Regions from separate parts of the Hordeum vulgare genome. Here region 2 is linked to region 1. Evidence: chromatin contacts called from public Hi-C data. All regions are on one chromosome and are shown on one strand. The core of a region is the stretch at or near the end of the contact, and the rest is flanking DNA. Distances in the headings are between cores, read along the strand shown.

Region 1 (4,411 bases), core at 670-3,169:
TCATCTCAGTAGTATATTATTTTCCCTAAGAAAAGGACTTGATAGATTGCATACAGGACGTGGCCGGTGGAGAACTCCAAGAACTGTCAAGGACACAAAGGTTGTCGAGATGTATGTTTGCGTTATGTTTGCTTTTGCATTTTAGACTCAGCAAGTGCTGCAACCGTTTGACATCAATAAGGTGATACAAGAGATCTTTGCTCACAACCATGGACCCATGGGCTCCCATTGCAAGAATGATACTAACTGGTACTCTCTCCTTTCCTAAATATAAGTATTTCTAAAGGTTCAACTAATGAACTACATACAGATGTATATAGACATACTTTAGAATATAGATTCATTCATTTTGTTTTGTATGTAGACACCTAATAAAATATCTTAAAAGACTTATATTTAGACACGGAGGAAGTAGTTGACTGCTCTTTTGAGCTTGATGCTGAATTTGTAATAATTTTAGAGGTTGCTCACCTTTCTTTTTTACCCGAGAGGTTGCTCTGCCCTGTATGATTCGGCGTGCGGGCGTGGCCATCCTATCTGTTGCAGCAGTAGGAGGCTGACAATGTCTTGGCTTGTAGGGAAGTTATCTTTTTCGCTAAAACACATCTAGATGTGCATAAGTTTTGCATGTTTAATTCTTATGGCAGTGATCTTACGATGGTTTAGATGTGTCCTAGACAGACTTTTATCTTTATTCTTTCGTCCTTTTGTTTTCTCTTCAATTGTTTACGATGTTGTGATAATAGAAGTCGACGGGATATATAGCCTGTTGCTTAAAAAAACTCGGTAATGTGTGAGTGTGATTTAGGTTTTACCGAGCAGAAAATCTCAGTGTCTAACCAAGTCTCAGTCGATACTACATTCGTGAGATCTTACATGAAAATGCATTCTAATTTTTCATTTAAATTTTTCATTTGTTCTACTTATCATTTAACTAAGAATTGGTCAAATCTCAGTTGACTTGGATTTAGCCGCACCCTTTACACAGTGTCTCACCGTCTCTCCATCTTCTTCCAAGCACGGGAACCCTGGCTACAGCGGCGAGGTCTGGCGAGACATCCCAACCAGGTTGGCAGTTCCATGTTCCGTCTTGTAGCTACCCCGCTAGTGCCGGCCGCAGCGCCACCGCTGTAGGCGACCGGGGCGTCAACCCCCTTGCAAAGCGCATGGCCACTGGTCGGCAGCGTCTGCAGCTACCTGGTGCAACAACGCAGCCTCACCGCCGGATCGTGGTCGTGCATCTGCAACTAATGACCTGTTGCAACGCAGCTCCACCGTTGGGCTTGGGCATGGATGGCACCAGGATGCTCGTAGCCTCGCCTGCTGCAACACAGCTCCGCCGTCGGCATGGCAGCAGTGGCCACTTAGCATCGCCTGCTGCAAAGCTTTCCCTGCTGTGACCCAACTCCGTCGCGGGCGTGGCAGCACCGTCCCGTTCTTCGCCTGCTGCAACCGAGCAACGCCTTTGCGCTTTGGGCATGGCAGCAGGAACGCGCGGGTGAAGGGCGACCTGTTCGAAACATACTAACATCGGAGCCTCGTCTCGTAGTGCTGCATCTCGGCGCAGCTCCGCCCATACCTTGACCGCCGTAGAGCGTGTGTTGCGTGTGGTGTCCAGACGTTTCAACCAGAGACAGCAGGAAGAGGACAAGAGCGTGGGTGCCACAAGGGATACGTGGGAGACGCAGGAGGCGGCTTGAGGGAGACGTGACATCAGCCAGAGATAGGGGTCGGTGTTTCAGGGAGGCCGCGATGGCGACACCAACTTGGGAGGAAAGACATGCATAACCATCTCCACGTTCCAACGACAAAAATACTAAACCACCAACCACGAAATCAACGACAAAAATACTAAACCACCAACCACGAAATCAACATACTAAACCTCCAAGCGCGAGACCTGGTCCCTCAGTTGACCATCAGACCATTCGATTTCGGGCGGGTCCAAATCAACACCACGAAATCCTTGCCGATCATACAGGACGTGGCCGGTCGAAAACTCGAGTTTTAGGCTGCTCATAGTGGGGAGTAACTAAGAGTAGTAACATGATGTTGTTATTAGTCTATGTTACTACCTTCATAGTGGGGAGTAACATACATGTGGTGTCATACAAACAAACATTTATTAGGTTGTAGACACATAGTGCATTGAAATATGTGATGTGATGGTAACTAGCTATGTTACCACTACCATCTCTCTCCACATTAAATACTTGTCACGTCAGATTTTTTGCCCACGTGGCGTTGATGTTACTACTTAGTTACTCCCCACTATGACTAGTCTTAGGTGTAGCTAGGTGCAATCACCGTCTAGAATGGTGGGGCTGTCAAGATGGCAGTAGTATCTTTTACAGAACAGACCTCGAGTTAACCAAAAATTCAACCTTCAAGCCTCTCACGTTTTAGCTAACTAAACACGCCTTAGTCTGTTGATCATAATAACAAAGTACAGACGCACACCTTCATACATACGTACATATATTCAATCCTATTAATGCACGCATGTATACTTTATTCATACGAACATTTTTTTAAAGACTGAGCTGACACACAATCTTAAAATCGGTAAAGTCGTTACGGACATTTTCACAATCATGGGGACGTCTCCTCTCACGTCGGAAGGCCTGAAATAAATGTAAAGAATGCGAGTTTCAATGTCAAATTTAGGACTTGAACTCTAGTAGATTTATGATACCACTGTCTTTCTTATCATTCAATTATTGTAAGTTTTCTACCTTTCTTGATAAAAAGAAAGCGAAATTAGTTTCACACATATCCTTCCTCCATCACGATCAAAAGAATATTTTATTATCAAGAAAGCGAAATTAGTTTCACACATATCCTTCCTCCATCACGATCAAAAGAATATTTTATACATATGATCTTGTTATCCTGCCTCGATGGCTACTCTCAGACTGTAGATGTGCATTCCCTTGCACATCTGATTCTCAGTTCGACGGAGCAGCTTGGTTTCAACACCTAGCACGTGATGGGGGCCATACCTAGCGTTGCGGTTGAGCCTTATGTTCAGGTGAGCAGTGTTGTGCGTAGGCGACATGAGTTGATGTTCCTCCATTATCTTTGCAGGAATTTCTTAGCAAAGTTACTACGGAGGTTACACTCCCTCTGCTTGGGACCTGATGCCTTTGCATGGAGAGAATGATGGTGTCTCTCGCTCCATGTAACGTAATCTCTGATAAAGCGAAGGTGTCCCATCTTTTGATGGGATGATGACTATTGTTTTTGATGGAGTAGACTTTGAACATCCGACTACGAACGTGCAAGGACATCGCGTCTTAGAAATCGTTAAACCAACTACTAGAGGTCATTGACCATGGCGGAGCACGATCAACCTGACCACGAGGATCTATTTCCTGCACACAAACGAAGAACAAGCAAGAAACTCAAATTGCAATCTGGATATCGCGAATATAAGATGAATGCTTTATTGGTGCAAGTGGAGTTTGTGACATATTGGTCTGATTGTGGAACACAAACGAAAGACACAAAATTGCAGCTATGACGAACTTTTAATGAAAACAAAACCCAAATCTAAACGGCGTCCTAATGGTTGTATATATGGGGGATGTTAGAAATATACCCTAGAGGCAATAATAAATTGGTTACTATTATATTTCCTTGTTCATGACAATCGTTTATTATCATGCTAGAATTGTATTGATTGGAAACTCAAATACATGTGTGGATACATAGACAACAGACTGTCCTTAGTGAGCCTCTGAAGGACTAGCTCGTTGATCAAAGATGGTCAAGGTTTCCTGGCCATAGACATGAAATGTCGTTTGATAACGGGGTCACATCAATAGGAGAATGACGTGATGGACAAGACCTAATTATGAACATGGCATATGATCGTGTCAGTTTATTGCTACTATTTTCTGCATGTCAATGTATCTGTTCTTATGACCATGAGATCATACAACTCCCGGACACCGGAGGAGCACCTTGTGTGTATCAAATGTCACAACGTAACTATGTGACTATAACGGTGCTCTACATGTATGTAACGCCCAAGATGCGGTCCTATCGTTATTTTGGCACGAGGGCCTCGACAGGGATAGAGACGCATCTCGTCGTTTCGCAGGAATGGATATCGTTAAAAGTACATGTACTGAAAATATGAGTATAAGGAGTTGACTTACACTCGCCACAAGCTACATCAAGATCACATCAATACAGATTATATAGTAATATCCAGTCATCATGAAGAAGAGCAGGGTCTGACTACGGATGAAAACAAACGATAAAAGAACGACGTCCATCCTTGCTATCTCACGCTGCCGGCCTGGAACCCATCCTAGATCGAAGAACAAGAAGAAGAAGAAGAAGAAGCTCCAAATAACACAATCGGCACGCTCACGTCAAAGTAACTCTTTACATGTACCTGCAA
Region 2 (4,596 bases), core at 1,582-4,081, 150 kb before region 1:
TCCTTTTTCTTTTTCTTATGTTTGTTTTCATTTCCACTCTACATTTTCGTATGTGTCAAAAATGTTTTTTTAATAAGTGATCAACAATTTCTGTATACATTTTCAACATTGTTCGAATGCTTATTCAATATTTTTTAAATACTTATTTATTATTTTAATATTGATTCAACAAGTTTTAAATACTTACTAGACACTTTTAAATACATGTTCAATATTTTTCATATACATATTCAACATTTTTAATACTTATTTAACATTTTTCAAATACTTGTTTGATATTTTTAATACTTTTCAACATTTTTCAAATTCTTGTTAATCACTTTTAGTATTTATTTAACATTTTTCAAGTACTTTTAAATATTTTTCAAATACTTATTTAAGATATTTTAAATGCTTAGTTATCATTTTATATACATGATCAAGAAATTTCATCATTGTTTTGTTACATGGTCAACATCTATTGTATACACATTCAACATTTTTCAAAACATGATTAAAAGTTTCTAAACTATTATGAAAAATAAATGTTTTTAATATATATGTTTAGAATATATAGAAGTGTAAGTAAAAGCTTAAAAAATGAATCAAAAAATGAAATAAAAACATGAAAAAGAACCGAAAAGAAAAGGAGGCAGTGTACCTACCGTGAACTGGACCGGCCACATCGTCGTGCGCTGCAGCGAGTCAGATACTAGACTCACTTTATGCGAGGTATAGGGGCTCTCCTATCGGGACCTTTCAATACGATGCTGCAGGCGCCGGTTCGCGCTCCTCGCACCTGCAGTGTCCCTCGCTGGACTGGCTGATGAAACATCTCCTGGCGCTCCCCTGCAGACTTGAAAAAATTTCATTGATTTTCAAAAATGTGAATTCAAAAAGGTACATTAAAATTCCATTGGATTAAAAAGCAATTAATAAGATTTTCGAAAATTTTAATGATTACGAAAAAAAGTTCACCATTTACAAAAATATGTTAATGGATTTTCACAAAGTTCAAACAATTAGTTGATTTTGAAAAAAAAATCAACAATGTTTTAAAACAGGTAATTTATTTTAAAAATGTTCATAGATTTTTTTAAAAGTTTACCTATTTAATTTTTTTTATCAATTTAGAAAAAAGTTTACGAATTTTAAATTATGTTCACCGATTTTCAAAAAATTCACCAATTTCGAAAAAAAGTTCATCGATTTGGATACAATTTCAGAAATTTGGCGTCTGCGGTGTCCCTCGCTGGACCAGCTGGTAAAACATCTCCTGGCGCTGCGCTGCAGACTCGAAAAAATTTCATTGATTTTCGAAAATGTGAATTCAAAAAGGTACATTAAAATTCCATCGGATTAAAAAGCAATTAATAAGATTTTCGAAAAGTTTAATGATTATGAAAAAAAAGTTCACCATTTTTAAAAATATGTTAATGGATTTTCACAAAGTTCAAAAAATTAGTCGATTTTGAAAAAAAAAGTTCAACAATTTTTTAAAACAGGTTATTGATTTTAAAAATGTTCAAGATTTTTAAAATATGTTCACCGATTATTTTAAAAGTTTACCTATTTCAATTTTTTTTATCAATTTAGAATTGTTTTTTACAACTTTTAAATTATGTTCACCAATTTTCAAAAAATTCACCAATTTCGAAAAGAAGTTCATCGATTTGGACACAATTTCATAAATTTGGTGCCTGCAGTGTCCCTCGCTGGACCGGCTGCTGAAACATCTCATGGCGCTCCGCTGCAGACTCGAAAAAATTTCATTGGTTTTCAAAAATGTGAATTCAAAAAGGTACATTAAAGTTCCATCGGATTAAAAAACAATTAATAAGATTTTCGAAAACTTTAATGATTATGAAAAAAAAGTTCACCATTTTTAAAAATATGTTAATGGATTTTCACAAAGTTCAAAAAATTAATCGATTTTGAAAAAAAAGTTCAACAATTTTTTTAAACAGGTAATTGATTTTAAAAATGTTCATGAATTTTTAAATATGTTCACATTTTTTTATAAAGTTTACCTATTTCCATTTTTTTATCACTTTATAAAAAAGTTTACGACTTTTAAATTATGTTCACCAATTTCGAAAAGAGGTTCATCGATTTGGATACAATTTCATAAATTTGGCGTCTGCAGTGTCCCTCGCTGGACCAGCTAATGAAACATCTCCTGGCGCTCCGCTGCAGACTCAATTTTTTTCATTGATTTTCAAAAATGTGAATTCAAAAAGGTACATTAAAATTCCATTGGATTAAAAAGCAATTAATAAGATTTTCGAAAAGTTTAATGATTATGAAAAAAAGTTAAACATTTAAAAAAATATGTTAATGGATTTTCAGAAGTTCAAAAAACTAGTCGATTTTGAAAAAAAAGTTCAACAATTTTTTAAAACAGGTAATTTATTTTAAAAATGTTCATGAATTTTAAAATATGTTCACCGATTTTTTTAAAAGTTTACCTATTTCAATTTTTTTATCAATTCAGAAAAAAAGTTTACGAATTTTAAATTATGTTCATCGATTTTCAAAAAATTCACCAATTCCGAAAAAAAGTTTTTCGATTTGGATACAATTTCATAAATTAAATAAAGATTCCATTGAATTTCAGAAAATAATCAATTTGAAAGGAAAAGTCACATACTCTCTACTACTGTTAAAAGAGCAAACATAAATTCTACTAAAACTACACATCAAACTGTACACAGGATAACCAGAACCCTCGGATCGAATCAACTTAAACACATCCAACTGCTTATATTATGCAATGGTGTGCCATATGAATCCACATCTCAGATCAAATGTTCTGCCGGGCCGTGGTCTGCCGATCGTTGCGGCGCTACCCGTCTCCCACCCAAATCGTGCCTCCCGACATTTCCTTCTTGACTTCTTCTCTGGCCCCATATTGACAAGAACAGATCCCCAGCAAATGCGCCGCCGATCCTCCCTTCCCCTTCTTCTCGCACCGCCCATCTTCTTGCGCCTGCAATGGCCCTCTTTCTACCGTCACCACACGCCTTCGGCGGCCTCGGTGACCAGGAATGCGAGGACGCATGCCGAAGGCATCCTTCCGAGGAACCGACGTGCTTGGGTTCTCCAGCCTACGCCGTCGAGTCCACCAAGCCGCGTGCCCACGACGCCTCACGTCAGGGGAACCGCCTTTTCCCCCGATATGGATGAAAGCGGCCACGGAGACCGGACGAGGAGGTGGGCAGCTGATAGGAGAAAGGATAGAGGAAGGGACCGATCGGGGATGAATTAGATGGCTTCAATCCAGGACGGCGGCAAGTAGGCATGGCAACTCTAGGGATTTGCTCTTCCCAGATCTGGAAGATAGGAAGCATGGAATCCAAATCGTGAGGCGTCAATGGGGATTGTAGGGAGGAAAGAGAACGTGTTGGTGATGGATGAGGTAGTCTCAATCCGGAGCATGACGAGGAGGGAAAACTGCAGGCACGGTGAGGAGAGTAGGAGAAATAGGAAGGGCACACTGATGACGAGTTGAGTATGAGTTGGGCCGCATTGGAGGTTGAGGGAGGCGGCCATCAGGGGACTTGTTGTTGCTGCAGCTGTGCGTGCTTGCTTGATGCTCATCGTCCTGTATGGATCTGCTGCCATTGCTGCGCATGTGCGTGCGTTGTGCCACTGATGATGTGTGCATGGAAGAGGAAAGGAAGCAAGGCAGCTGAGTTTGCACAAATGTATCGTCAGGACAGGACGGTTGTGCACACACCATCTTCGATTGGGAGCACGGAGATGGTCACTATCAACATATCATCGTGGAGGCTGCCTGCCAGAGGCGCTTGTGTTTCGGCCTGCCTCCACTTGTTGGCAACCTCGTCCTCCAGCGCCAGAGTATCGGCGACGGCAACACTTTGTGTCATGAGCATAGAAGTGGGAGAATAGTGATTATGTAGCTAGATCAGGGCAAAAAAGTAGTGCGTTGGTAATTACTTCCTCCGTCCTAAAATAAGTGTCTCAAGCTTAGTATAACTTTATACTAGAGATAGTACAAAATTGAGACAGTTATTTTGGGACGTAGGGAGTACAAGTTACTACTCCCTCCGTTCTTAAATATAAGTCTTTTTAGAGATTTCACTAGTGGACTATATACGGATGTATATAGACATATTTTAGAGTATAGATTCAATCATTTTGCTCCGTATGTAGACCCTTAGTGAAATCGCTTAAAAGACTTATATTTAGGAACGGATGGAGTAGGTAGGAGCAGATTTAACAAATTCAGAAAATAAAATCCTAATTGATTGCTAAAATACTACATAGTTACTTTGATATTGCTACGCAAGTCAACATGCATAGACTAGAAAGAACACTTACTTCCTACAAAGTATGGACGGATGATGTCATCGGGGAATTTAGAATTTATTGTATGGCTAGGATCTTTTAGGTGCAACGCAATTTTAGTGTCAGCTTTGAGTACATAAAACTTCGAAATTTCTGGCCAAAGTCCTATATCAAAATAGGAGTGACAATCTTCATCAAGTTTCATAGAAATAACGATTGTAAATCGATGGTTTGTGCTCAGCATGACATCCTTGGAGTCTATAGTTATGTAAAGTCCAAGATTTAGCGCATTAGTTGTTGTTGCAA

Evidence for each region. Hi-C and Micro-C count contacts between places; a contact is called where the count stands out from the background.
Region 2: a Hi-C map of leaf shows a contact between it and region 1, with 4 times the contacts expected there. The contact joins two enhancer-like sites. A contact is called at or near these places in 2 of 6 Hi-C or Micro-C datasets (leaf and seedling) and 1 of 1 datasets of contacts at active chromatin or transcription factors (embryo).

The regions. Positions count from the first base shown.
Region 1 is chr6H:169,319,994-169,324,404 of MorexV3_pseudomolecules_assembly, reverse strand. No RefSeq gene overlaps it. Among protein-coding and RNA genes, the nearest start is that of LOC123405263, 70 kb to the right of the region's middle. Within about 2 kb of position 1,919, at least 3 of the 3 cell types and tissues checked have open chromatin away from gene starts, as enhancers often do. A contact at or near this core is called in leaf, where this site is marked.
Region 2 is chr6H:169,470,401-169,474,996 of MorexV3_pseudomolecules_assembly, reverse strand. It overlaps the pseudogene LOC123405265. Among protein-coding and RNA genes, the nearest start is that of LOC123405263, 220 kb to the right of the region's middle. Within about 2 kb of position 2,831, at least 2 of the 3 cell types and tissues checked have open chromatin away from gene starts, as enhancers often do. A contact at or near this core is called in leaf, where this site is marked.